Regions from separate parts of the Mus musculus genome. Here region 2 is linked to region 1. Evidence: chromatin contacts called from public promoter capture Hi-C data. All regions are on one chromosome and are shown on one strand. The core of a region is the stretch at or near the end of the contact, and the rest is flanking DNA. Distances in the headings are between cores, read along the strand shown. Region 1 overlaps Prkch (protein kinase C, eta). Region 2 holds the start of Kcnh5 (potassium voltage-gated channel, subfamily H (eag-related), member 5).

What was found. Promoter capture Hi-C pulls out the DNA fragments that hold promoters and counts their contacts.
Region 2: a promoter capture Hi-C map of hippocampal neurons shows a contact between it and region 1, with 6 times the contacts expected there. The contact joins the promoter of Kcnh5 here to the enhancer-like site in region 1. A contact is called at or near these places in 3 of 39 promoter capture datasets (hippocampal neurons, liver and stem cell-derived epiblast-like cells), 2 of 484 Hi-C or Micro-C datasets (cerebral cortex and cortical neurons) and 1 of 115 datasets of contacts at active chromatin or transcription factors (astrocytes).

The regions. Positions count from the first base shown.
Region 1 is chr12:73,697,744-73,701,020 of GRCm38.p6, reverse strand. It overlaps Prkch (protein kinase C, eta), which reads right to left. Exons shown (of 14, transcript NM_008856.4): 6 at 2,975-3,104; 7 at 713-840. Among named protein-coding and RNA genes, the nearest start is that of Gm34189, 83 kb to the left of the region's middle. Within about 2 kb of position 1,275, at least 52 of the 459 cell types and tissues checked have an H3K27ac peak or open chromatin away from gene starts, as enhancers often do. A contact at or near this core is called in cortical neurons and hippocampal neurons, where this site is marked.
Region 2 is chr12:75,175,530-75,178,754 of GRCm38.p6, reverse strand. It overlaps Kcnh5 (potassium voltage-gated channel, subfamily H (eag-related), member 5), which reads left to right and starts at 1,423. Exons shown (of 11, transcript NM_172805.3): 1 at 1,423-2,299. The coding sequence starts at 2,227.

The DNA.
Region 1 (3,277 bases), core at 26-2,525:
CAGAGAAGGAGGCACTGCCCATTCTGGGACTGTCACATAGCCTGGCTCCAGATCTCACAGCCATCCAGACATGGCTGCTTCCCAGCCTCCAACCAAGGATGTGGGCCAGAAAGACAACACTAAGAACTAGGAAGCAGCAGCTAAGGCTCTGATGGACAGCATCAGCTGGATGTCACTTGGGGAGGTTGCAGGACAAAACACAGCCAGGGCAAGAAAACCACTCCACCCATTCCCAAGCGTCCCGAGGAAGGAGCTGTCTGCTGCAGAAAGCAGGAGATGAACTCACAACCCTGGACACGTGCTGCAGTCTAGGGAAGTGGAGAACCCCAGGCACTGGCACCTTCAACCCCATTTAGAGATAAGGAAGCAGAGGCCGGTGGCTTCTGACCAGCTGTCCCGATTGGACACCAGCCAGGGGCGTACCCTAGGCATCTGGATTCTGAGATTCTTGCCAGACCAGATTGATAGGAAGCTGATTTTAAGGGGAGGTGGGGGGTGAGTCCGTTCTCTTGCTTCATGATATACATGCATGCTCACTGTTTTGAGCCCTAACTGTGTAGACTCTAGTTGGGGAGATAAAATGCCTTTTTTAAAGCACAGCAGACTTGTTCACTGGATTTGCTGAGATTATGTCCCCCTAGACTCTCATTTGAGCTCATTGCACCGGAATAACTTGCAACCTACAATACACAGCCAGAGGCAAAGGGCTCACCGAGGTTGGAGAAATATTTCCGGGTTGGAGACCCATCCCTGCCAGGGTCTTGGCAAGCTCCACGGCATTCACCCCGCAGTTTGGGGCCACGTTCGCCTGACACCGAATATGTACATTCATCTTACATACTGGAGGGAAGAGAAGAGAATCCAGGTTCACAAACGTGCTTGCAGGGAACATCGGTAGCCTAACGACTGTGACAGAAGAACGATACGGGCAGCTGGCAGTGTGATCTCACAAGATTAAACTCGCATTTAGAACAAGTCCTGGCATTTTCCCTGCTTCTGATTAGTGCAGAGGCAGAAATGCTAGAGCATGAAAGAATAGCAGGCTTCGAATAATAGATTTTGACTCTCTTCACCGTGGCTCGAGAGGATAGACTCATCTAAATCACACGTAACAGTTGCCTTGGCAGCAAGACACGATACAGAGATGAAGATGCTCATCACAGAGACCATCACGGGGCGGTTAGATAACAAAGGATCATGCTAACTGACTGCACTCCCTCTTGCCATTAAATAAAGGCAGCAGTCTCCAGGCTGCAGCTTGGTCACTGTTCAAACAAGGTGGAAATGGGTTTCTGAAGGGTTTATGCACCTTCTTTCCGGGTACTGCTGTGGTTGGGTGGTACTCCTAGCCCACAAAGAACATCCGGTAGGGCTGTGGTTCTAACTGTTTTATAGGGAAGAAAAAAAATAGCAAACTTTGAAGTGTTTGAAGGTCAGGGTTAATGACATTTGGAGAAGGGAGCAAAGCAAGCTACATTTCTTGTTATCTGTGAAGCTCCCGGGACAATGACAGCTCCCAGGTTTAATCGGCAGACATAAATTACTATCATGTTTCTTGAAGTGGGTCCTGCTGACAGAAGGCCCGGCTGAAGCCTTGTGCAATAAATGTCTCTTCGATGGAGCCACTCCGTCTTTGGAGACACAGAACAACCTAGACGTTATGGGGATTGCGTTTGTCCTTTGGGAAGCTTTCTTTATGAAAACGGACACCGCGTGAAGCAGAGAGAGGCCCTGATGCTTAAGCTCCATTAGCTTCATGGGAAATCGACTGGTATAGAGAGATGCAAACGACAAAGGCCTTTTAGAAAAGCCCTGTGGCAATAAAACCAAAAGTTGAAGGAGTCAAGTCACTGCAGGTCTGCTGCTCTGGGGCACCCGGGAACAGAGGGCTACAGGTGATCCCTATGTGTGGATCTGTACCCTAGCCGGAAATACAGGAAAACGGAAGTGGCTCACTCCCCGTGAGAGCCTGAGACCAGTAGCAAGCAACACCTCAGGCAAAGCTGCTGCTTCACTTAAGCTTGCTGCTGCTTCAGGTGAATGAAAAACGGTGCCACAGGGCCAGAGAGATGGGCTGTTTGTGCTGGTTTTCTTCTTACCCCAGGCTGCTCTGGGCCTCACTATGTAGATCGACCCTTGGTGCTGGAATTAGAGGCATGAGTTACTACGCCTTGCTAGAATTTGGTCCCTTTTGCTGACAGACAGTTTGACTGTCCCAGACAGCCAACGAAAGTTGTCATCCTAGTGTGTGTCTCATAAGGCTTCAGGTGCACCCCAGATAATCACATACTCATGGAAAATGACTCCGGGCCAATAGCTCCACAACCCCTAACAAAACAGGTGCTGGCCTTTACCCCACTCAGAGCCTTTGAAAAGGCAAGAGCTCCAAACAGCACCGTGTGCAGTTGGTGAGGTGCCAGCCACCATCAAAGCTTCAGCTCTCGCTCTTTGCCCTACCAGCTTCTTCAGTCACACCACAGGACTCTTGCAGACAACCCACGCAGCTCCTGCTAATGTGACAGCTCAACTGCTCCCTACTTCTGATGAGAGCCAGTTCTCACTTAGAACCCAAACCTTCTCTTCTGGTCATTCAGCTATACCTCCTCCCACCTGTGCTCTCTCTCTCTCTTTCTCTCTCTCTCTCTCTCTCTCTCTCTCTCTCTCTCTCTCTCTCAGAGAACCCATTTTCAAAGCCCTCTTTCAAATGCCTCTTAAAAGCATACTCAGCAACAAGTAGCCAACAACTAGCACAGTAGATCTTTAGATGTAACTTCTAATTTAATCTATATTATTATAGGGATCTGACACACTTCTCTTTACATGTACTCCAGCCCAACCAGTGATGCTTAAATAACACAACTCAGGTATTAATATGTAAACCATCAGCCCCAGGTCAGATTATAAGCCCACAGAACTTCAAAGGCTTATAGTACAATGCTGTCACAGAGAGAAGGAGGAAGCCAGCACTCCTTACTTTTACACTGAAGTCCTTGTCGCATTATCCCCCAGAGCAGGGAGCCACAGTGGTCACAGAACGTGGGCACCTTGTAATTGTGAACGTTGAACTTGTGTGGGATGTTGATGCCAAACCGCTGTTCTGCAATCTGGGGGAAGAGGAGGATAGGTCAACTCTCTCAGCAATGTCTTTTGTGATGACCGGAGTGGGAAATGACGAGGATTATGGTGACACCCGTGCTGGGTATATTATTATACCATGCAGAACTGTCCTGCTATTTGGATCTTAGCACACTTTGTTGATGAATAAGACAGGACTAAG
Region 2 (3,225 bases), core at 174-2,673, 1.5 Mb before region 1:
TTCCTGTGGCCCAACCCGTTTTCATTTTCCCTCAGAAGGAATCTCCATGGAGCTAACTTTTGGCATGGCCACCTTTCAAATTTGTGCAGCTGCCCTGGCTCTGGGTGGGGAGCGGAAATTTTGGAGGAAAGAAAAATTACCGTAGGGTAAAACCTGGATCCTGGCTTTACATTTAACTCTCTGCCAGAGATAGATACATAGATAGGTAGGTAGGTAGGTAGGTAGGTAGGTAGGTAGGTAGGTAGATAGATAGATAGAGCGAGCAAGAGACAGACAGAGACAGAGACAGACAGAGAGACAGAGAGCTAGGGAGAGCACTTTAAAGGCCAGTGAATGGAGGAGTATTTCACTGTCACAGGCCCGTAGGTAGCAAGTAGATGCTGCTGCTCTTACTCTCAGGATGCCCTCTGTTTGACAGGCAATCATTTCCACAAAGATTACCTCGCCCTGGGTAGCTTGACCCCAGCAACCAAGATGTATCATTCAACTAACCTTTACCCTTTGCCCCCTGCCTCTCCCCCAACTCAGAGCCTTTTCTGTTCCCAGAGGGTTCTTGACTCCACAGGCCCAGGTGGAGTCTCCTAAAGGGAAGTTTAGGGTTGCCCTACGCTTGTGGCTTGGGTATCATATTTAGGCAGAGGGTTTATTACCAACAGATTGATAAACTCCATCCTCAGAGTTCTTAGCGCCCCTACTTAGGGATAAGGCCCCCAAATTTGCATGTCAAGACTTCTTAGGGGATGCTAATGCTGTAGCCTGGAGCAAAAACAGCGCCTTTCACAAAAGAAGGGGCTGCCAAGCTCTTTGGGCTCCCCCTTTCTTTTCATGTCTTCCGGTCCCTTTCTCACTTGTGGAAATTTCCCTTTCGTGTGGCTGCCCCCTGCTTTTAGACCGCTTTTTAACAGTCCCACTCCGGTCCAGGTCCTGAATGTAGAGGAGGGCGGCCTCTCCCCAGCCTTGCGCAGCTTTATTCTCTCAGCTTGTACCACTTTTCCACGCAAGCGCTGCCGGTTGCTCGCGCTCTTGTCTGAATTGTTGACTCTCTCTTTGGACTGCTAGCATCGAGCATTAAGTGAACTCTTATTTTTCTTTTTTCTTTTTTCCAAGTTTGGGTAGGGGGATCCGGTTTCCTGTTCTCCTGTACTTAGCAGCCCTGGGGTAGCTCTCCAGAGGCTGTGTCAGAGCCAACCTCCCTCCCCACCCCTCGCGCGCCAAATCCAGCCTGGGGCGCAGGGCCATTCCGGGTGCCAGCTCTGCTCTCATATTCCATCTGGCTTCTGCTCCAAATAGTGGGGTTTCTCAGGGTGTAGAAAGCTCCCGTGTGGAGGCTTCAGGCGCCAGAGCCCGGAGGGGGGCGGTAGCAGCGTCAGGTGGCTGCTCCGCGTCCCCGAGCGCCACCCAGTCACTTCCTACTCGGCGCACAGTCTGGGCTAGAGCAGGAGCCCTCTTGCATCTCAGCCCCAGGACCCGAGTCCTCCGGAGCTGCTGGGGTTTCGGACAGCGGCAGCAGGAGAAGCTGAGATGTGACCTGCTCTCCCCAGAGATTGCCATTTCCCTCTCTGGTGCCTGCCTCGCGAACAACAGCCCGCACCAGCCAGCGAGCACTTGTCTGGATCTTCCTGGAGAAAGGAGCAGCCACTAGGCGCTCGCAAAGCCTGGACAGAACTTTGGCTGCCCTGGGTAGCTGTGAAACAGCTGAGTGAGAAGGGTGGGCTAGGAGACCAAGGGAGCAGAGAGCTAAGGAATGGGGTCTTAGCCTGGGCTAGGGGTGGGGAGAGGGAAGTCGAGTTGCTCCTCGCTCTCTCCCAGAGCCCGGGCGCGGGGCAGAGGGAGAAATGCTGAGCCCGCGTCCGGGCTCCTGCCTCCCCGGCAGCATCTTCAGCAGCAGCCTCAGCATCAGCACCGGCGGGACAGCGACAGCGGGGGCGGCGCAGGCGCACTGTGCCCGGCGGAGCCTGCAGTTCCCCAGCCCCGTGTGCGGCACCGCCACAGTCTGGGCAGCGGCGGCCGGGGGAGCGCTACTACCATGAACTGCTTGGTCCTCCTTCCCAGAGCTGCTCATCCGGGTCGGGCTGGAGACACACTCAGGGGACCCCGCCGCCGCCGCCGCGCCCCCTTTTCTTTCAGCACCATCTCCACTACCTTTTCCTCCTCTTCTTCCACCTTTTCTTCCTGCTTCCCCCCCTCCCCCGCCGCGGATCCTGGCCGCTGCTTTCCAGACCCAGGATGCCGGGGGGCAAGAGAGGGCTGGTGGCTCCGCAGAACACATTTTTGGAGAACATCGTCAGGCGCTCCAGTGGTAAGGAGAGTTGCAGTTCAGAACATTCCCTACCTTCATCCCGCCCACGGCGCCCCCGTCCTGCCCATCCCATCCCTCTTCTAAGGGGGGAGGGGGTGTAGGCAGTGGTACCTGGTGGCTTAGGGTGGGTGGGGGCCGGGAAGGAGGTGGTGGAGGGACTTAAGTTGCATCTGTTTCCTAAGAGAGATGTACCCCCTCCCACCTGTCCAGACCTTAGAGTAGGAGCTAGGAAAGGGGGTGGGTAGAGCGGAGGTCCATCAAAATAGCTTTGAATTTCACTTTGATGATGAATCGCTCCTTGTCCCATCGCTCCCCAAACAAGCTGCAAGCGCTGACCAAATTCTTAGAGCCAGTTTTTGGAGGAAGCTTTCCTTTTAAGTTGGGAATGACTGGGAAAGTGGCCACTTCATCAAATTTAAGTCACTAGGATGGCTTTTGGACCCACTGTGCACAACTGAAAGTACCCTGCCTTAGGGCGAGTAGTCGGAATTGAATCCTAAACAGTCAGTGCTTGGAAAATGGGAAGGCAGTTACTCGGATCAAATTTGGTTTAAAGTTTCACGTTTTATTTGTTTTCTTCATTGCGTGTTAGTTTATAGGTTATATCTTGCCTATCGCACTTGACCAGAAGAAGGGTAAAAACAAAGCCATAGTTTCTGTACTTTCAATGCACTTGAAAAAAGATTTAAACAATACCACTCTACCTTGCTCCTGCACATGAAGGCGCCCTGCCTCTGACGTGCCTTTAAAATACCATCCATTTATGCGTGGTCGGATTATACAAATTTGATCTACTGGGTTTATGCATCTTTTAATTGTTTTAAAAACTCTTTTACATAATTTTTCAACTCCACAAGCAAACTGTATGGAGTATCATTTAAGGGTTTCTCTTCGGAACCCCTTTCTGGAGAACCATGAGAATATAA